Regions from separate parts of the Mus musculus genome. Here region 1 is linked to region 2. The links are chromatin contacts, called in public promoter capture Hi-C maps. All regions are on one chromosome and are shown on one strand. Each heading gives the region's core, a stretch centred on a gene start, on an enhancer-like site or on the middle of the called end of the contact. The rest is flanking DNA. Distances are from core to core; before and after follow the strand shown. Region 1 holds the start of Eps8l3 (EPS8-like 3). Region 2 holds the start of Cym (chymosin).

What was found. Promoter capture Hi-C pulls out the DNA fragments that hold promoters and counts their contacts.
Region 1: a promoter capture Hi-C map of hippocampal neurons shows a contact between it and region 2, with 3 times the contacts expected there. The contact joins the promoter of Eps8l3 here to the promoter of Cym in region 2. A contact is called at or near these places in 8 of 39 promoter capture datasets (3T3-L1-derived adipocytes, the C10 cell line, HPC-7-derived erythroid cells and 3 more), 18 of 484 Hi-C or Micro-C datasets (B cells, the Ba/F3 cell line, the G1E-ER4 cell line and 7 more), 2 of 115 datasets of contacts at active chromatin or transcription factors (T-cell acute lymphoblastic leukemia and pancreatic cancer cells) and 1 of 9 other capture datasets (embryonic stem cells).

The regions. Positions count from the first base shown.
Region 1 is chr3:107,875,415-107,878,720 of GRCm38.p6, reverse strand. Eps8l3 (EPS8-like 3) reads right to left here and starts at 1,491. Exons shown (of 19, transcript NM_133867.2): 1 at 1,355-1,491.
Region 2 is chr3:107,219,927-107,223,085 of GRCm38.p6, reverse strand. Cym (chymosin) reads left to right here and starts at 1,354. Exons shown (of 9, transcript NM_001111143.1): 1 at 1,354-1,441. The coding sequence starts at 1,380.

The sequences.
Region 1 (3,306 bases), core at 242-2,741, 660 kb before region 2:
CCTACACTCATCTGATGTCTGACTACCACTCCTGCCTCATTTCTTCCTGGTGCTTCCAGATTTTCTCCCAGAGACTCTCCCCCACCTGAACTCTAAATGCAGCTCACAGCCAACTATCTGGTAAAGCTGTCTTTAACCACCACCTGCTCAGAGTATTTTCAGCATTGCTCAATCCTCTCTGACAACAGTAGTGGTCACCGCAGCCCTGACAGAACTCCGAGCCCACTGCCAAGCCTCTCCTGACCCTACCTCTTAAGTCTTCACCTCCATCCATCCACTGGTACTTCTCCAGCACCAATTGGTGAGCACAGCTTTAAGGGGTTTGCCTCAGTGACCCAGCTAGTACTCAAAACAACCCCAGAGCTGAAACTGTTATCCGAGAGGACAACAGGCCTAGAGTCACTCTGACTGTTTAATAGGGAAGTGAACCAGAACTCTGTGGCTTACAAATGTGTCCCTGTCACTAGGTGGTGGGTCATGGGGGCAGGGGAAGGCTAGAACACACATCTTTTGAAATGGAGTGGAGTTAAACGTCCAGCATTTGTGTGTGCTGGGTGTGTGTATGTGTCAAGAGAATGTGTTATCCGTGGCCATGGTTTTGAGTGCCTTCATGCATCGATCTGTTTGGCGCACTAGGGTTCTTTGTAACCCTGGAATATCCCGACCAAAGTGTAAGGAAGCACTCACACCCATTTATTGGGACTGTTATGAAAATAACAGAGAGTGGATAAGATGACTCACAGATGGAAAAATTATTCTCCAAGTGAGCATCATGGGAACACAGAGGAGGCGGCTAATCTCTGTTCCCTGTGGGGAAAACCCCGATCCTAGATAAGAGCAAAGAGTGTTGGAAGCCTGACTCTCCCCTCTGCCTTTCCTCGCCTCCCTAGGCAGTGGCGTTCAATTCCTGCTTCTAAATGGAAGGAAAAAAAGAGCCCTTTTCTGATCAGCCCTGCCCTAGTCTTTCACATCAGAATGGTCCCTGTAAATCACCAGGTGTTCCTGTGGGCTGGTAGAGATAATTCAACAGCTACTACTAAAGATACTACACCCCAGGGCTGGGGGTGCTGTTTGACCTGCCTGGGCCCTTTTAGTGCCAGGCATTGGCCTTTGCTCTCCCTTGTGTAGGTGTATAGAGCAAGGAAGGGGTATTTACAAGGCTGACCTAGGGGAAAAGCCTTCTAGAGCTCCTTGCCTTTTCTGGTCTCCAGCAGGTACTAAGTTCCTGAGGCTAATCCTTGCTCGTGAATCTAAGAAGACACTGCAAGATGCCCCAACTCTAGGAAGCCACCGAGATGTCCATGTTGGCCCCAGGATCACCAATCCTTGCTATTCACTGGAAATAGGCTCTTACCTGGTTGCCAGTGCCGCCTGGTGTTTGGTCCCCCAAGGAGTCTGATGCTTGAGCCAGTGGTCCACTAATGTTGGAGGGAGCTCTGTTTGGCTTCTCTGCCAGCGCCTCAGGCAGAGACCTACTGGTGATCAGGTGGCCTGAGAGCCAGGAAGCAGGCTTTGAGGAAGCCACACCTGTGGTCTTTGGACTCTAGAGGGTGGAGAGGCCTTTCAGGCCACCAACCGCACAGCACGGTAGTGGACCTGAGGAAGTGTCTGTGCTGACAGGTGCCAGAGCTTTACCCGAGACCCCTGCTCTCCAGCTTCTTCCTTGTTGGCCTCTGACCTCAGGTGTGGCCCCTCATCTCCCTACCTTTTACATATCTCCTCGGGAGGCCCCTGGGTTAGCATTAGGTACTGGGGCCACAAACAAGAGAAGGCACATGTGGTCTCCTAAGCCTAGTTTCTGAGTTAGGGACAGGCCACTGATGGACCATAGGCTCAAGAAAAGCTTTGGGTTGGAATGTGTGTTTTATGCTTCTGTCCTGCATCCATGAGTGTGGGATTGTGTGTGCCCAAGTCTTGCCCATGAATAGGACATGGCCTGCCAGAGAAGTTGGGGTAGGCTCAGGGTCACTTGGGTATGACAAAGAGGGCTATTTCATCCTGGCCACATCCACCTGTCCCTTCTCCCCTCTGGTCACACTTGTTCTTTACTCTTTCTTCTTCACCTTGCCCCATGCCCCCCAGGCCCTAATAGATGCCTTCAAACTAAGGCCTCCCTTTGCTATTCAAGAACCTGCTAGTTCCTGCAAGTTGCTTTGTTTAAAAACCTCCTGTGGTACCTGGAGCAGGCCAGACTTTTTACCTCCTGGAAACTCCCAGCTGGATGTAGGAGCTCAGACATAGACAGCAAAGGAATTAAGGCAGAAGTAGAAGGAAGCAGAGAGGGGCAGGGATGCTCATGTGGGAGCTAAGCCTCTTGGGACAGAGTCGCAGGCCCTGCTGGGGTTAGGATCTGTGGAGAAGACTCCCACAGATCATATAACTATAGCCTGCAGTCAGGAATGTGTCCTTGGCTTCCTCAGGACCAAGTGAGAGATGATGTCCTGCTTCCCCCAGTCATCCAGTATTGTCCTCATGGCCTAGAGTCCAGGGCTTGGACCTAGGAGGGACTTCTCCCAACTGAATTGCTGTGAGCCCCCAGGAAGGTCCTTTGGGCAGCCAATTTCTGGGGCCTAGAGGTCAAACTGCCTGTTTGGTCAGCATCTCGCCACCATCCTGTGTGAACTAGCCCCCTAGACCTCCCTGGGCCTTCTGTTGGTTTGTACCACTTTCAGGTTTGAATAGCCTTAATTTGTTTATTTATTCTTAAAGGCCAATCATATTCCATTCTCAGGCTGGGTTTGGGTGACTAACCAGGACTTCATTCTTCCCAGCTCAGACCAGGCCCTGTCCTTCCTAAGGGTCTTTCAAGTCAATGTAAGCACAGCAGGGATTCCTGTAGGATACCTGGAAACAGGGTAGGGCAGGGATTCAACACATAACAGAGACCTAGCTGACATCTTTGGGCAGAGAAGGATATTGTAACACCAGGAACTCTCAGGATTGTGAACGCCATGGTCCTTTGGGTGTCCACCAGGCAGGAGCCTTGTAGCCTAGGAAGTTTCGAGGCTGGGGCTGGAGCTTTTTGGTGCTAGGTATTATGGAAATTGGCTAAAACAGGGCATTAGGAGGCATACAGAGGCCAGGCTACTCACCCCAGGGATGGGGAAGGGCGCTTCTTTGGGAAGACAGTTTGGGTCCCAAGCAATCCTGACTATGGAATGAGGAGGTGGGGCTTGGGTGGGAAGGAAGTAGAACCTGAGAGAATCTCCCTGGAATTATGAGGCTACAGAGACTGGGGGAACATCCATCATCAATTTATTTATTCCTCAGCTTCCTGCCAGGCACCATGCCAGGTGCTAGAACACA
Region 2 (3,159 bases), core at 105-2,604:
AAGCAGAGTTGCTCTCGCAGTGGAGTGTGAAGATATTTGTTCAAGGTACTTGAGACAATGCCAGGCTACTATAACAGGACTCTCTGAACCTCTGTCTCCTCATCTGCAGCATGTCACACAGGTGTCACCAGCTACTTTCTGATGCTTATCAGAGGCAATGACAAGAACACTCAGTCACACACCTGCTTATTCAAACATCCCCTGAGTACCTCTTGTACATCTTTCTCAGTGCTAAAGTATGGATGGAGATACAGTCCAGACGCAGGGTCATCAACTGCTACTGGGTCTCTGGGCCCTGGCCCATCAGAGCGGCACTGTTAAGTGAAGAAAACAAGAAATAAGCTTCACCACTTAGTATTGATTTTGCCCCTTACTTCTCTGACTTTGGGAGTAGAAGGTGTGGAATGGCAGCTGCGTGTCCTGTGGCCACCTCTCAGGAGCCTGAGAAGCAGCAGTCTCCTGGCAGTCTGAGGACACACCTGGTGGTTTCGTGAAGAGATGTCCACAAAGGAGGGCATTGCCATGGTAGGGATCAGGCCTGACTCCTGTCCTTAAGTCTGTTCAAATACTCCTGTGCCTGGCCTCTTGGGGAACTCTTATAGCCCCCATAAGACAAATGTGTGAAATTTCAGTTGACACTTCTTTCAGAATGGCTGATGTATCCGGATCCCCCACCTGGCTTCAGCTGTTGCATCCTGCCCTGTCCCCACTCCCTGCCCTTGCCAGGCCTTCCTCTCTGTGCAGATGTTTGTCCTGCTAACAGCAGGAAGCTGTTACCATGTTCTCTTGTATATCATACTCCTGAACCTCCTGCCTTCCAATTTGCCCAACTTCTCCTGGCTTCATCCTGATTTTCCAGTTCATAGGCCTGGTACATAATTGTCTCCACAGATACAGTTACAGATACAGGCTTTAGGGTCTTTCCTGTCTCAAATCTCTCTTAGGCCAGAAGGCACAACTATCTGGCTTCTGACCTTGTCTCCAATAGAACACTCAACATATTTGTATGTGTGTTCTCCCTGTACACCCGAGTGGGCCTTCTACATGCAATCTCAGCCTCCCTTCCTCCTGGTAGCAGCCCCACCTGCGTTAGCTCAGAGGTCCCGTTTAGAGGGGGATTTGGGGTAAAGGGGCCCGTGTTGACTTTTCCCAGCTTGAAGGCCTGTGTACCCTTCAACGTTGAAGTCTTTAGAATGGTAGACTTTGTAGTTCTTATCAGTGTGGGTCTTGGGTAGTGAAGGTGCTATCTCACTATGTTTGTGAAGTGGTCTGAAGTTTCGGGTGCCTCTGAAGTTTGGGCATCCAGCCAGAAGGAGCCCCGCTCTATAAAGGCCGAGAGGATGGGTACTAGCTAGAGAGGCCATTTCCTGTGATCCAGAATGAGGCGCTTTGTGCTGCTCCTCGCTGCTCTCGCCATCTCCCAGAGCCATGTGGTCACCAGGTGAATGTTGGACCCTGGGTGGGCAGGGGGACTGTTGCTCTTCCGGCCCTCAGACTCCAGGGGAATTTGCTTTCACTCTTGTCTTTACACACTGAGTGTGACCCCGAGGAGAGGGAGCCAGGCAAGAAGCCTGGGGGATAGGAAAGCATAGTTTCTAGAAAGAAAAACAAAACTACTCAGTGCTCGGTCCCAGCTCTATCACCCTTAGTTTCCTCATCTGCTGTGAAACTAGGGTCTTCACAATGCCCATCTTTTAGGGTTGTTATGAGACTGCGTGAGTTAATATTTGTAAAATGCTTCAAAGAGTACTAGACCTACTGTGAAATCTATATGCGCGCTCATTAAACTAGGTTTCCTGGTGTAAGAACTCCTTTAGAGAGGTCTGAAGGTTCTCTAAAAATAACTAGGGCATCACCTCTCAGGCCGTGGGTTAGATGATTTGCACTTTACAGCTGAGAGCATTGTTCAGGGAGAGTCTCTGTGCTACCCAACACCATGTGGCTAGCGCTGGAGGTTCCAGGGCTCAGCCTGGCTGGACTTGCACTCTTGCTGCCCCCATCCCCATTTCAGGTGCTCATGTGTGTGTTCTGCCAAGGCCTGAACACAGAAAAGACTGCATACCTTCTTGGATTGGATCCTTGAAAAGAGGCTGAGTATCTTTGCTAGTGAGGGCTCTCTGGCAATGAATTTTTCTCAAGTCCAAGGTGTGATGGCAGCTAGATAAGAGACAGAACCGGAGATGAGGATCCTGGGGTGAATTCCAGACAAGGGTGGCCTTTTGACATGAGGTAGCAGCTGCATTCTGATTATAGCTGGCTTTCCTCTGGAAGAAGAGGTTCCTGAAGCCGCTATATGGCACCTATACTTCTGTAATCTCAAGTTGTCTTTTCAACTAGCTCTTAGAGAAAACGATATGATTGCTAGAAGTTTTAGGGACTGTGAGATGCACAAAGTTCTACTTTAATCTATGGGGAGAGAAAATGGTTAAATGGTCAAGTACAGAATAAAACAGTGTTGGAAAGGAAGGATTAGCCCTATTGTATAAGAAGAAACTGAAGATAAAGGCATTAAATCCCCTAAAGTGAAGATCCCAGGGCCCCAGCAGCCTCCCACTGGATGTGCAGAGGACTTGGAGAATCTCCTGGGGGAGCTCAGGGCACTGTGGCAGATTTCACGTTGCCAAGGAACACAGCAGAGCCAGGTCGAGAACTGTTTTTTTTTTTTTTTTTTTCCTGCAGTTTTCTCTCTTGATCTTTTCTTCCCCAGTTGAATTGCCTTTATTATCCCAAACCTAAGCTGGGCCAAGAGGTCCAGTTTGGTGTCCTGCTCATGCTGAGGAAGTCCTGAAGAATTTCCAGCCACTTTAGTGAAAACACTACTCAGAGAAAAGCAATTGGCAAAAGGTGGTATCACTGCCGGAAGCAGGTACCACTGTGTAGGAGACATCACTGTCTCTGCATAGACAGGTCCTTCTCACGGTGTGACCTCTGTGCTTTGGACAGTTTCTGGCACACAGTAAGGTCACAGGGAGGATTTAGTGACCGAGTAAGTGACAGTGTTCTTAGTATCTTTCAAACCAGGAGTAACAAAACTTATCACTTAAGGTGTCATAAAACAAATGTAGCGAGTCTCTACCACACTGAAAAAGAAAAGTAACAAGAAATACCAGAGTGTAGTAGTTAATGACACTAGACAGTGATCTGTAAAGCAACATAGAA